Regions from separate parts of the Mus musculus genome. Here region 1 is linked to region 2. A link is a contact called in public promoter capture Hi-C data. All regions are on one chromosome and are shown on one strand. Each heading gives the region's core, a stretch centred on a gene start, on an enhancer-like site or on the middle of the called end of the contact. The rest is flanking DNA. Distances are from core to core; before and after follow the strand shown. Region 1 holds the start of Grin1os (glutamate receptor, ionotropic, NMDA1 (zeta 1), opposite strand). Region 2 holds the start of Npdc1 (neural proliferation, differentiation and control 1).

What was found. Capture Hi-C pulls out chosen DNA fragments and counts their contacts.
Region 1: a contact with region 2 is called in a promoter capture Hi-C map of pancreatic islet. The contact joins the promoter of Grin1os here to the promoter of Npdc1 in region 2. A contact is called at or near these places in 7 of 39 promoter capture datasets (the C10 cell line, Sertoli cells, embryonic stem cells and 4 more), 4 of 15 datasets of contacts at CTCF or cohesin (CD8 T cells, embryonic stem cells, large pre-B cells and 1 more), 31 of 484 Hi-C or Micro-C datasets (the 63-12 cell line, the AML12 cell line, B cells and 21 more), 6 of 115 datasets of contacts at active chromatin or transcription factors (embryonic stem cells, fetal liver and pancreatic cancer cells) and 5 of 9 other capture datasets (adipose tissue, embryonic stem cells, liver and 2 more).

The regions. Positions count from the first base shown.
Region 1 is chr2:25,288,290-25,292,756 of GRCm38.p6, forward strand. Grin1os (glutamate receptor, ionotropic, NMDA1 (zeta 1), opposite strand) reads left to right here and starts at 2,969. Exons shown (of 4, transcript NR_168905.1): 1 at 2,969-3,053. Lrrc26 (leucine rich repeat containing 26) reads left to right here and starts at 1,622. Exons shown (of 2, transcript NM_146117.2): 1 at 1,622-2,372; 2 at 2,449-2,904. The coding sequence starts at 1,700. The coding sequence ends at 2,771. It overlaps Grin1 (glutamate receptor, ionotropic, NMDA1 (zeta 1)), which reads right to left. Exons shown (of 20, transcript NM_008169.3): 20 at 2,888-4,195. The coding sequence ends at 4,079. Tmem210 (transmembrane protein 210) reads left to right here. Exons shown (of 4, transcript NM_030055.1): 2 at 128-263; 3 at 476-505; 4 at 667-898. The coding sequence ends at 856.
Region 2 is chr2:25,401,599-25,405,543 of GRCm38.p6, forward strand. Npdc1 (neural proliferation, differentiation and control 1) reads left to right here and starts at 1,452. Exons shown (of 9, transcript NM_008721.4): 1 at 1,452-1,767. The coding sequence starts at 1,656.

The DNA of each region.
Region 1 (4,467 bases), core at 1,719-4,218, 110 kb before region 2:
AAAACCCCTCCCTTTTCCAGACAGGGCAAGCCATTTGTGTCCTTCAAGGGCCACAGGGTGGGAGGTGGACCTGAGGTCCTCCACAGGCAGGTGACTGGCCCCTGGTCTTGTGGCCTTGTTTCTGCAGCTGGAACCTACTGTGAATGCAGCCTTGGCCTCAGCCGTGAGGCCCTTATTGCCCTCATTGTGGTGCTGGCTGGTGTCAGTGCCAGCTGCTTCTGTGCCCTCGTTGTTGTGGCGATTGGTGTCTTTCGGGCCAAGGGGTGCGTGAGCTTGGGATTGGGCATAGTGGGAGTGAGGCCGTACTACTGACCCTGGGCTGTTAGTCATGCTTTGAGGGGCCTCTTCCTGGGGTGGTATGACACGAGAGGCTGGCGTGTGCTGGGTGTGAGGGTTGTAGGAAGATGTTCCAGGGACTTTCGGCATGTGAAATGAGCATTTCTCCAGAGTTCATACCTGCCTTTGTCCCCCTCAGTGACACGTGCCCTGGACACTCGGAAAACAGGTAAGTGTGTCAGAGGAAGTCTTAAGGGTGAGCTGTGTCCTCTCTCTGCCCCCTTCTGGAAGTGCAGCTCACAGTTGGATTGAGAGCAATGTCCTCAAGGGCTGGCTTCCCCTGGGTGGCCAAGGTCTTGTTGGATCATGCTGATGTAGCTCATCATGCAGGTTGGTGGGGCCCTACGGAGTCCAGGAAGATCGCATAGACCTGCACACGGTACATGTGGAGTCCCACCTCATGGACCCTGATCTGGACGTATCCATGATGCCGTCCTTGGATGGCCCAGGCCTCATGACCATGACTGCTCCTCTAGAGCCACCTCCACCCCCTCCTCCTCCTCCCCCACTTCCACAGTAGTGGAGAGCAACTAGGGTGGAGAATTAAACAGTATTTAGTGATTATGTGCTGTCCTTCTTGCATGTCCCTCAAGAGGTAGTGTTTGTGCATGAGTCATGGTGGGTGTCCCCATCCTGGGTGACTGAGCCACACCCTTGGGGTTTCTAGCTCTTAGCCCAGGTGGCCAGTTCAGCTCTTTCCTGCACTTTCCTACTGTTGGCCTTACAAAGATGACTGACCCTGGGCCCTTCCATCTTCCCAGATTCCCCAAGACAGGACCTGTAAACTGGCAAAGCAAAAAGGGAGCTGCACTGACCAGACTGAGGCCAGTGCCCTTTCCACTGGCTCTGTCCTCAAGGGTTGCCAGGGCTTGAAGCAACGTCTTTCCTACACTCCCTCCCTCTTTTGCCTTAGATGCGTTTTCCTCCTACACTTCCAGGTCTTTCCCTCTGTGGTTAGGCTCCATCACCTGTTATATTTTCACCAAACTTCCAGAGACTGGGATCCTTTTAGGATCTGTGGGGTCCTTTTGCTGAGTAGGAATGGGATTGTGTCTGGGGTATGGAGCAAGGCACTGCTGGCTGCATTGTATGCAGAACTGGTGGCTTTGATCGTGTTCTTTAGGTCTCAGTGGGGAGGCCAATGGTCACATCAGCTCTATTCTGGGCTCAAGGCCAAGCCAAGACTGGAGCTCTGGACAGGTGGTTGGCAGTGCTGGGCATTGGCTCTCTGCCTAGCCCCCGCCCAAGTTGAGGAACCAGCAGAGGGACAGAAACTGTTGTGTTAGGGCAGGAGAGTTAATACTTGTGCAGGTGAGGCTGAGACGGCTTTGGGGCACCTTGACTCCAAAGCCCGAAGCCGCACATGCGGGGTTCTTTTTTCTCGCGGCTTCCGCCGCAACTCTCTCTGCTGCTGCTGCTGTCGTTGAGGCGAGTCTGGACCCAGGAGGATATTGGAACTGCCCCTTCTAAATCCCCGGTGGCCCCCGAATGCCCCGAGGCATGTTCATGTTCACTAGGCGGCAAGGCCAATTGCTCCGCACTCGCGCTGCCTGCGGTACCAGCGGACCTGAGCTGGCAAGTACGCTCACTGCTGCTGGATCACAATCGCGTGAGCGCGCTGCCTCCGGGTGCCTTCGCCAATGCAGGCGCGCTGCTATACCTAGATCTGAGGGAGAACCGGCTTCGGTCGGTGCACGCACGAGCTTTCTGGGGTCTGGGAGTGTTGCAATGGCTGGACCTGAGCTCCAACCAGCTGGAAACTCTGCCTCCTGGCACCTTCGCGCCGCTGCGCGCGCTTAGTTTCCTCTCCCTAGCGGGTAACCGGCTGGCACTCCTGGAGCCTTCGATCCTGGGCCCGCTTCCATTACTGCGAGTGCTCAGCCTGCAGGACAATTCACTATCGGCAATCGAGGCGGGTTTGCTGAATAACTTGCCTGCCCTCGATGTGTTGCGCTTGCATGGCAACCCCTGGACGTGCAACTGTGCGCTGCGTCCCCTTTGCACTTGGCTGCGTAAGCACCCGCGTCCAGCCTCAGGTGAGCCATCTGGGGCGCAGGACGGATAATGTTTGGTGCAATTGCTGCCATCTGACGCCGCTCCTGTGTCCCGCAGAAACTGAGACCCTGCTCTGCGTGTCTCCAAGACTCCAGACGCTCAGCCTACTGACAGCTTTTCCGGATGCCGCCTTCAAACAGTGCACTCAGTCACTAGCAGCGCGAGACCTGGCGGTGGTCTACGCTCTCGGGCCGGTCTCTTTCCTTGCTAGTTTGGCCATCTGCCTGGCATTGGGCTCCGTGCTCACTGCTTGTGGTGCACGGCGCCGCCGCCGCCGCCGCACCACGGTGCGCCACTTACTAAGGAGACAGCTAGACCCCGAGGGCCCACCCTCCCTGGAGGATGCTGGGAGCCCTGTAACAGCAGCTATCCAAGCCTAAGGGGACTGCAGGTTGTTTCTAGTGCTCCTGAAGTGCCTCCGTACTTTGAGAACTCTCCCCAAATCCCTGATCCTCCCTTCACATTCCCTGTAGGCGTCAACAATAGACAAAACCCGGAAATTTTCTGACATTCCTTTAGGCATCACCACTGAATACCGGGATTAGGGGTGGTTATGCGCGCCCGGTGTCCCTGGGGCAGAGGGGCAGCGCGCTGCTGCGCCCCAGTGGCTCGGGGAAGGCACGCGCTTGGACACTGGGAGAGCTAGTCATGTACAAGGTTGGGTGAGTGACACCGGACTGGGAGGCGGATGGCACTCCCTGGTGCCCAAGGTGCGGGGCTCCTCTCAAGCCAGCGTCTGAGGAAGCCTATTGTGGCTGCAGACAGAAGAGAAGGCTCAGCCCTCTTGGAGTCTGGAGCCCTAGACATCTGGGAGCCAGAGAGCACCCCTGGGAAGCGCTGCCACTAGGGCAGTGAAGGCTAGCCCTGGGAAAGGTCGGAGCCAGCCCAGTGAATGGGGTGGGAAGGGTCGTGGGAGGATTGTGCAGCAGGAGAGAAAGAGAGATAGAGGTGGAAGTCAGGTTGCAGAGAGCAGGCGCTGGAGGAGGGGTGGAGGGTGACCTAGCAAGCTGGGGCCATGGGCCCCCACTGTAGCTTGGGGTAGTGGCTGGAGGAAGGATGGGGCTGCCATTTCTGCTCCAGGCTCCTCCGACCGGGGCCACTTAGGCCCCTCACCCCACTGCTCAGAGACCTCAGGGCCCTGCCTCTGCCGGAGCGCCCTGTGGCCCTGCCCAGCCGGCTCAGCTCTGGCCCATCCTCAGCCGCTCTGGTCCGCACCTTGGTCCTGCAGGGGCTGCCCGCCAGGCAGCAGAGCAGGAGGACGGGAGGCCCAGGGTGGGCAGTCTCTGGGGCGGGTGGGCTTCCCTCAGGCCTTCCCGAGCAGCAGGACTCATCAGTGTCCTTGGCCGGGCTAACTGGGCAGGTGGGCGCCTCCGGGGGCCTCACACCACGGTGCTGACCGAGGGATCTGAGAGGTTGAGCGGGCCCGTGATATCAGTGGGATGGTACTGCTGTAAAATAGAAATACACAGACAAGGCGGCCCGTTAGCTCCGACGTCGGGGGCACGCGCGGGGCCGGGACAGGGTGGACCGGCCAGCCGGCCGACCGGCGGGCAGGCGGGCACGGCCTGGGGGAGGCTGGGGGTGCTCCTCCCCCGACCCCGTCGTGCTCCGGGGCTCTGCGTGGGCCAGGCCGCTGTCCCGTGCGTCTGTCTGCGGGGGAGGGGCAGAGGAGGGCGGGCGGGGCGTCTCAGCTCTCCCTATGACGGGAACACAGCTGCAGCTGGCCCTCCTCCCTCTCAATAGCGCGTCGCGGCAGCACTGTGTCTTTTTGGTTTTGCAAAGCGCCGCGTCCACCCCCGGTGCTCTATAAATAAGAACCAACAATCAATACCTGCTGGCCCCGCCGGCCACCAGGGATCCCAGCCCTGAGCGCCCAGTGCTGCCCTGGCCCGGACCGGCCACAGGACAGGGGCAAAGGATCTCAGCAGCTGGACCGACCCCACCCCACCCAAAGGAGCCCCCACCCAGGCCTCCCTCTGAACAGCACCCAGCCCCAGAGACAGGGTGGAAGCTGGGCTTCCCTCCCCCACCCAGCCCCCAGAGGTCAACCCTGCAGGGTGGGGCCAGCTCCAGATG
Region 2 (3,945 bases), core at 202-2,701:
GACCTAAAGATCAGAGGCACTTGCATCCCACAGCCTAAGTTTCTGTAGGTGGAAAAGCGTGGCCCCGCTGGGCGTGGTGGCACACACCTTTAATCCCAGCACTCGGGAGGCAGAGGCAGGCAGATTTCTGAGTTCGAGGCCAGCCTGGTCTACAAAGTGAGTTCCAGGACAGCCAGTGCTATACAGAGGAACCCTGTCTCGGGAAAAAAAAAAAGCGTGGACTTCTCCCTTGCTTCTTTTATGGAAAATTAGCTCAGACTATTTCTGTTCAGTCAATGCCTCTTGAGGGCTGGGTTGGGATGGTAGCCGCTAGTGAGCGCATGCGCGCACGCACGCGCGCGCACAGAGAGAGAGAGAGAGAGAGAGAGAGAGAGAGAGAGAGAGAGAGAGAGAATCATTTGATAAATGTATAAACCTGCACTGACAGCCTCCTCTTTAAGTTTGTGAGCCTGAAGGACGGGAAGAAGTGGAGGGCTGAGGAACTCAACCTTGTTCTTTTCTCTGTGTGTGGTGTTTGTGTTTTTTGCATGTGACAAGGGTCTCTGTGTAACCTTGGCTGTTGTCCTGGAACTTACTTTGTAGACCTGGCTGGCCTTGAACTTACAGAGATCTGCTTGCTTCTGCCTCCGAGTGCACCACCATCGTCCAGGCCTGTTTTTCATTCTTAAGATAGGGTCTCATTATATATTCATGACTGTCCTGGAACTCGATATGTAGACTAGGCTGGTCTCAGCATCTTGAGAGATGGGATTAAAGGCAGGAACCACCACACTGATCTTCAACATTGCCTTCATGACTCAACCAGGGGGAGGTCTCTGGCGGGGGTGGAGTGTGCTCAAAGGGGACTGCACATGAATGGTGATCACCAGGCACCATGCATGTTCCATGTTGTGTGACTCAAGGGAGCTGAAAGCCATTACCTGGGATCATGACCACCTTGGACAGCTCCCAGACAACTGTCAACTACGTCAAGTTACTCTCGCCCCCTGGTGGTACCATTCGGGAGCGAGTCTGGCTTGATCTTGTGAGCCTCTTGTATGCTTTTCTTCCTGGTTTTAGAAAGCCCGGGCACGTCTCTGAGTACACCTGTATATCTCTATACACCTCTTTATCCTTTGTGGGATACATTTTGCAAACCTGCAACAGTCAGCCTAGTCTACATAGCCAGGATTTGTCCCTGGTGTTCCCCTAGTCTAAGGTCCTCCATTCTAACAGGGTGAGTGGTGAGGGTTTGGCAGTCGGACCACTAAGAAGAAGGCGTGCATCCTGGGACGCCCACCGTTAGTCAATTCCAAGTCAGATTCTTGGGTAATGAATGAGGAGGCATTCTGCTGTAGAGGCTAGAGGGCCCGAAGCACTCAGACGCCTGACAAAAGGGGACCCCCCAACAGGATGCAGAGGGAGGGGGCTCAGACTAGAGGAGATGTCCCGCCCCCGCAGGTGGAGCGCGCAGGCGCACTCCCGACACTTTTCTCTGGCCGCCGCGCCTCCATCCCATCCCGGATCCATTGCCGCAACGTCAGCGCCACCGCCTCCTCTTTTCCTCTTCCTCCTCCGCCCCTCTCGCTTCCCGGCTTCTCCAGTCGCAGTTCCCGGAGTGGGTACCGAGCCCGGGGCCGTGGGGTGCCATGCTGCCCGGGTAGCGGCGCTGAAGCATGGCGACGCCCGTCCCTCCGCCTTCCCCGCGGCACCTGCGGCTGCTACGGCTGCTGCTCTCCGGCCTCATCCTGGGAGCGGCCCTGAATGGTGCCACCGCCCGCCGCCCGGGTGAGCGAGCGCTCTGGGCGCAGGCTGTTGGGTGCTCCGGGGCTGGGATTGCGGGGCGGAGAATCCTGCCCCCGGCGCCGCCCTGGTTTTCCCTGCCACCGCCCCGGCCTTACCCAGGCCCACAGGCCAGGCAGGCCCGGTCCGCTGGGCATGGATTGGGTAAACAGGTCAGGCCCGTTGAAGGCCATGCTAGATGAATCTTCTCTCAGGTCCTTGGAGGCGAATGTAGATTTCACGCGCTTTGGGTCTTTGTCTCTGGGTCCCTGAATCAGTCTGGTGTGTGTCTTTGGGTCTGCAGCCATCTGGTTTCTGGTGGCCCATAAGTGGGATCCTGTGTCTTTGTTTGTGTGTCTCTGGGGCTTCCCGTTGGCAGGGTTGTTCTTGGGGTCTGTGGGCCTTGCATGTCAGCCCTGTCGTTCGTTCGTGTGTGTGTGTGTGTGTGTGTGTGTGTGTGTGTGTGTGTGTGTGTGTGTAGAGGGGTTCCCATGGAAGGTCTTAAGGGTTCCAGGTCTAGGGTCTTGTTCCAACTTAGTGGGGTCAAGCTGCCCCATCCCCTGCCCTGAAGGACATGCACCACTGTCCTCTGGTCTGAGGTCTGTGTAGTGACTGTTTAGAAGAGTGTGACTCCCTGACTGGGAGAACATTTTCTCTTTTTTTTCGAGATGGTTTCTCTGTATAGCCTGGCTGTCCTGATCTCACTCTGTAGACCAGGCTGGCCTCAATGCCTGCCTCTGCCTCCCAAGTGCTGGGATTAAAGGCATTCACCACTACTGCCTGGCTCTGGGAGAACATTCTTGACAGATGGGTCCTGAAGCCACAGGATCCAAATTGTATCTCCCCGAGGGGAGTGAAGTGGGAGAGGTTGCCCATATGTTCACTGAGTTCTTCTGGAACTATGTGTGGGAGCTGCTTTGAGCCCAGCTTACAGATGAGGAAGCTGAGGGCATGGAGAGGTGACTGGTACGTGGACTCTAACAAGATCGGTCTGGATATGGGACCTTAAGAGCTGGGCAAGCAACCCAGGAACTGGACTGAAGGTTGGCATGACTGGAAGAGACTCTTGAGGAGGGTGGAGTTCCAGACTGGGCCTTACCAGAGATGCCAAATAGCCTGCCTCCCTGGTGGACACCCTTCATGGATGGGACTAAGGCACAGTACTGAAGCCCTGGGCATGTGCTGGCCTCTGCCCACTGGCCTCTATAGCTGAATGCAGAGACTTGACATGGCCCATACTAAGCGTCCCCTTATCACACCTAGTGCCCAGGAAGGGCCGGTAGCCTAGCATGGTTAGAAAAGCAGATACTCTGCAGCTGCCATTGGTTCTGAGACCCAGGCTGGAGAGGGACTTTCTATCCAAGATAAAACAGTAGGTTGGTGGGCTAAGGAGGCCCTACAGCTCAAAGCCAGCATTGTGCTACACCTCTAGTATAGGTCTGACTAGCTTGTTAGCACCAGGGGCAGGGACTGTCTGCCTCCCTGGAGCCCAGCTGGTGGGTGGAGCCCGTGTAAGCCTCCTAGCACAGTGCTGTTTAACTCTCTCAAGTCCCAAGCTCAGGTTGCTGTTCCTGGAGGCTGCTGACAGTCTATGGTGGACAGAAGGTGCCTAGCCTGGGATTCAGTGTGCCACCAGAGCTTCTGGAACTTCTTAGCAGGAGACATAGAGTGTCAGATTACAAAGGAAAGTAGTGCAGTAGTGGCGCACGCCTTTAATCCCAGCACTCGGGAGGCAGAGGCAGGCGGATTTCTGAGTTCGAGGCCAGCCTGGTCTACAAAGTGAGTTCCGGGACAGCCAGGACTACACAGAGAAACCCTGTCTCGAAAAACCAAAAACCATATATAAAAAAAAAAAAAAAATGAAAACCCCCCAAAACCAAAAACAAAGGAAACTAAGGCAAAGTCTATAGGAGGCTATGGTTAACACATCCCATGGGGCCCACAGCATTGCCTGCAGTGTGCAGTGGAAGGAACTGGCTGGCCAGAGACACAGGAAGTTGATGGTCCTGCTGGGTATTTCCTTGGCCCTGCTGGCTTCCCAAGACAGAGACCAAAGTTCCAGGCTGGGATTATTCCTTACCTTTGAAGCAACTGAAGGTGTATATCCCATAGGAGAAACTGAGGCATAAAGCTCACTGCTCTGTGTAGCTGCATCACGATAGGACTGTTTGGCAGGTATAAGAG